Regions from separate parts of the Bombyx mori genome. Here region 2 is linked to region 1. Evidence: chromatin contacts called from public Hi-C data. All regions are on one chromosome and are shown on one strand. Each heading gives the region's core, a stretch centred on a gene start, on an enhancer-like site or on the middle of the called end of the contact. The rest is flanking DNA. Distances are from core to core; before and after follow the strand shown. Region 1 holds the start of LOC101741512 (RNA-binding protein 41). Region 2 holds the start of LOC101739850 (putative Ras-related protein Rab-33).

Region 1 (2,700 bases), core at 160-2,659:
CATCGGCTTTAACTCTTCTTTGCCTTTTTGATTGGACAACGTAAGAGGAACAGCTACGAATAATAAACAAATCAAAGCAAAACCGAGTACCCAGTTCCACCATTTTTTCATTTTGTAGAATAATTATAATTAGCACACGAATTAATATAAGTTCATTGGCCGAGCTTAGGATCAAAATCTAATTAGTAAAAAATTTGTGGTAATTATTAGATTGATTTAAGTTCAACAGTTGTTGTTTCAAGTTTCAATATTTGTTTATTAATAATTACTGCACACTGCACAGTTTCGTAATTCGCTGCGGACGGAAGGAACTATGTACTGAACTACTGAGTAAAAAAACAACTAACAAATTTTAATAAACAAACTTGTGAGTAGTTGTGACTTGTGAGTTGGGCGCGAAGGTGAACTTTAATTTTTTAAGGGATTTTATGACCTGGGAACTAAGACCTTTAAGTCATGTCTTATTTTAATTTATATTCTCATTTTTATGAAAAATGATAAAATGGAGTGAAATGAAATGAAGATGATTAATTTAAGACATTAATCAACTGGGATGAAGTTAAATAACATGAGATGATATGAGATGGACTTTTTGGAGCATCCCGAGAAGTTACGTCCAGCGGCTTTATTTCATTTTTTCACATTTGTGCACTTTCACAGATATTAAACAGTTAATAAACCACCATTATTACACATTTAAACCCGAATAAACACTAAATAGACAAAATAAAACAAATCACACAACTTCACTCCTCGCGTTCCCGCCAAAAAGTCCTGAACTTTAATTTTAATCATATGCACCATTAGTTGATACACTTATAATATGCACCATGTAACCGTACCATGGAGTTAATAAGTACCCTCTATGAACCGTACCTACTGCTCAAGTGCTTAAATACTAAGTATATTATCTATGATACTGACCCATAAATTTCAACGGACTTTTCATTTTTATAAAAATAGGAATATAACCTAAAATAAGACGACTTAAAGATCTTAGTTACCAGGTCACAAATCACTTAAAAAAAATTCAACTACTTTTTGGCGGGAACGCGAGGAGTGAAGTTGTGTGATTTGTTTTATTTTGTCTATTTAGTGTTCCTTCAGAATTAAATGTGTAATAGCGGTAGTTTATTAACTGTTTAACATCTGTGAAAGTGCACAAATGTGGGAAAATGTAACAAAGCCACTGGACGTAACTTCCCGGGATGCTCCAAAAAGTCCACTGAAAAAATTTCAGTAAATGACCACAATTTTACTGAGATTATATTATTTCATCCCATATCATCTCACCTCACTTCATTTAATTTCATCCCAGTTGATTAATGTCTTAAATTAATCATCTTCATTTCATTTCATTTCACTCCATGGTATGTATTTTTCATAAAAATAAAAATATAAATTAAAATAAGACGTGACCTAAAGGTGTTAGTTGCCAGGCCATAAAACACTTTTAAAAAAAATTACTTAAATTAGACAAATGTTGTCTATAAATATTGCCTACCATTAAAACAACAATAGAAATTTACATTATTAATACCTAGTTTTATTTTAAATTAGATCAATTTATAGATGTGGTAAGTGCTGAACTAATTGAGAACGACAATTTTTCGTTTCATCTTGTTGTTGCTTATATTCTTTTCTGTATCGCTATTGTGTCTTAATTCCTAGTTCCAATACTCTACCAAAAGAGTTTGAGAAGAAATCTGAGGTATTACCTTTTACTAAATATGGATTGTCTTCTATCGAAGAATTCAGTCGGGCAGAGGAAGAAGTGCGGCATTTAGAGTTACTGAAAAAAGCGGGTTTGACTACTGACGAGATCAAACTATATCAAGAGAATGAATGTGGTAAATTAAATCAGCAAAATAAAGTTGAGACGGGTGTGTTAAAGCAAAAATTGCATTATATTTACACAAGAATACAAAATCTTAAAGAGCAAGTGTGAGTCGTTTTTAATTTAACACTAAATAAACAGTCTTAAGTTATTGGGGTGTCCAATCTGGTAGAATTGGTTTCCTTGTAGGTAGGTACTTGAATATTCATAACAATAATAAAGTTTGGCGTTATCATAAAATATTTGGTAACTGAATTGAGTACATATATTATGTTGATAAATTTAATCCTATAACATTGTTTGGAAAAAGCAGGTTACTACCTATTATACAGCTCTGGTATGAGTATCATAAGTATGCATTTTTATTATTTAGTATTATTATTTACTTGATTATTATTGGAAGTGTATTCATTATCATAGATAATGTTTTTGATCTTTCACATCTACCTACATTATAACCACTATTATTTAATGGGTTTTTAGAACAATTTTCACCTTTAAAACATAAATCATAGTTGTAACTTGTCAACTATAGTGTTTACAATAAAGGTGATACTAGGGTGCCTGACCAACCACCACTAATAGTTCTTGAATTCTAGGTTTGAGTTCTGACTCTATTACTTTCAAAACTAGGTAACATGTTTTTATACCTAAATTGGCCAACTTGACACTGAAATAGTTCAGCATGTATTACCTTATTTATTAGTTTATCATCAATAAAACTAAACATCTTCAATTGCAATAAAGAATGGGTGCTGCATTTACTTTAATACAATTTAAATAATTATAATTTTAGAAAACAACAAAATAATCAACCTTCTACATCTAAAACTGATGTATCAATAAAGAATTTAGAGAGAAAC
Region 2 (2,700 bases), core at 95-2,594, 390 kb after region 1:
AGAAATTCGAAAACTAAAATAAAGATAAGAGATAGTCCGAACGCGGAGGTTAGTTGTCCGATGACATCAACTCAAACCGGTTTTCACAATTATAACATTTAAAAAAGAAAACAGAGTAATCGATATCTTTGCTATTAAAGTATACTCTTGATTTTGATCAGGAGTTATAGCGGGTTTCGCAATAAATCATGACATTCAATGAAGACTATCACTCATACGACCGAACGACCGACGGACATTTCTGATTGATAGTAATAACAACATTTGTCATTTTAGCGTAGTCAGTGCTGCTGCTTTAAAAAATGTTATACTTGTGAAAAAAAAACGCTAAAAAATAGTCTTTATTACATGCGTGAATGCACAAGCTTTTATCGTCGTTCAAAAGCAGCAATGCGTATACAATTGAAAAGTTACTTTAAGATTGAAGCAAAAGACTCAATTTAAAAGTTACGAATTAGTGAGTCCATGATTTTTTAGTATGGCAATTTTTACGTAATATTCTTTTTTGTATGGCAGTTGGCTTCTTGTGATAACATTGTTGCCAAAGTAGTACTTACAAAATCTTTGAAGAAAATGTCTTATACTGAGATAAATCAAATTAAAATATGAAAAGGGATAAGTTGAAATGAAGTAAATGTTCCAGCAAAATGTTGGGAATTTACTGCAACGTTACAGACTTTTTGGAAGAACCTCAGAATCCACCACTAGCTTCTTCAATACATTTACCCCTACATACATATGAAATTTCCCGGATTTCAAACTGTTACTAAGAGAACATTATTATTGAGCTATGATGATGATGATCTTACAAGCATCTTGGTATAGACTGAACTCTCTATCTCACTCGCATCCTTATCGGCCCCAGTAACCATAATCCAATCACAATAGTCGCTGATCGTTCACACCTATGTTGGGCACATGCACAAAACAACTGTCGACTTTTATAAAAAAAACAAGAGGCTGATCGTCGCAGGCTCTTAGGCTATTACAGTTTTACGACGAAATACTAAACTTTAAATACCCACCAAAAAGTGATTGACTAGTTCCAAGATTGGTGTCCTCAGTCCTTGCATCGTTATCACCTTACCCTCTAAAATGCGTTCCTAAGTATGGTTTAATAGAAGATATTATATATTTTACAAACTTACAAATTATATATTTTTGTCAAAATTAGACTGGTATTTAGGTTTAAATTTTAAAATTTCCGAATGACAAGTTCTAGGCAAACTACGGAAAAATTCTATAGGGTACTAATTTTTAATTGCTTTCAACAAAAAAATGTGCGTTTTTAAAATGGTAATTGTTTTCAGGAAAAATCTCAGACTCAAAAAACCTTTATCTAACCTCTTTTCTAGTTCCATTCATATAACATGTGTGGATTTTTAAAATGTGGTTTTATACACAATTACACACACACATATGTGGTTATACATATATACGCATATATTTTCTCGCCCTTGGACATAGCCAATGCCATGTCACTGTATTACCGAGCACTATTTTATAAACTTGCCTCAATGAAGGATAAGTCCGAGGAAGATATATAATATATTTAAATACGTATTTTATCTAGTTTTTAAATGAAGAGACGATGTGTGTTGACAAGTAATGCGGCGTTGTCACTCCTTTATTTAGATTTATTTTATCGTAATTATATTTAGGGCTACCGGTACATGTTCAGGAAGCTTATTAACAATTAAAATCTTTAAAAGCACAAACTTTATCTGTACATGGCGGAATAGCTTTTTCAGACAGATAGCTAGATACACTAACTTAGTGTAGACATACATAATAATATCATACATAGCTGTTTAGCATGCTGTATATTCGTAAATACACAGTAAGTAAAATCACGTAGGTATATCCTACAGTAATACAGTATGTAATCTGTATTATAACCTTCATCCTCATTTGTCAAATATATTAAGTGTATAATCTATGCTCATTTGATTTCCTCCTACACAAAACTTTGTGACAAAACAGAATTTGACAACGGACAACAAACACAAACATTGATGCTTACCCACCGAAACGATAAAAATGTAAAACTTGAAATATAAAAAAAAAATGTCAGTTAACGCCAGCCAGGATATACCTGGATTGAAGCAAAAAAAAGTATTTAAAATTATAGTTCTCGGTGATTCAGGTGTTGGGAAAACTTGTCTAACTTATCGTTTTTGTGAGGGCCAGTTTTTAAATAAATCTGAAGCTACAATCGGTGTTGATTTCAGAGAGAGAATCATTAAAATTCGTAATGAGGATATCAAGGTAAAGTTGTTACAAGAAAACAAGTACAAAATAAACTATTTCTAAATCATAAATACTAAAAGCTAATCATGAAACTAGTTGCCATCTGTAAAAGCGATCCTACACAATTAAATGTATAGATATGTTCTGTAAAGCTGTATATAAAATCGTTTGTTAAGTAATAATACTGGCATTTAACGCCCACTTTTGTTGTCTATATGAAACTACAGGGCTATCAATGCTTTTTGTCCCATAGCTTTTTAAGGGACTCTAAGCAAGATGTTAATTAACAATAACATTTCAAGAAAAAACAATAACATTGAACCACAAGACAACAAGACAAAAAGAAAATCCAAGACTTGATGACCCTGAGCAGTGCAATGGTTTAAAAAGTAGGATTCAAATATAATAATTAGTCTTAAAACAATTTTTAGCTCCAGTTATGGGACACTG

What was found. Hi-C and Micro-C count contacts between places; a contact is called where the count stands out from the background.
Region 2: a Hi-C map of posterior silk gland shows a contact between it and region 1, with 1.7 times the contacts expected there. The contact joins the promoter of LOC101739850 here to the promoter of LOC101741512 in region 1. A contact is called at or near these places in 2 of 7 Hi-C or Micro-C datasets (middle silk gland and posterior silk gland).

Annotation. Positions count from the first base shown.
Region 1 is chr14:6,509,057-6,511,756 of ASM3026992v2, forward strand. LOC101741512 (RNA-binding protein 41) reads left to right here and starts at 1,410. Exons shown (of 5, transcript XM_004922605.4): 1 at 1,410-1,577; 2 at 1,672-1,944; 3 at 2,634-2,700. The coding sequence starts at 1,573. LOC101741653 reads right to left here and starts at 405. Exons shown (of 12, transcript XM_062672239.1): 1 at 1-405. The coding sequence starts at 111.
Region 2 is chr14:6,895,286-6,897,985 of ASM3026992v2, forward strand. It overlaps LOC101739850 (putative Ras-related protein Rab-33), which reads left to right and starts at 1,345. Exons shown (of 5, transcript XM_004933756.5): 1 at 1,345-2,268; 2 at 2,682-2,700. The coding sequence starts at 2,068. LOC101735725 (myotubularin-related protein 5) reads right to left here and starts at 256. Exons shown (of 40, transcript XM_038015237.2): 1 at 1-256.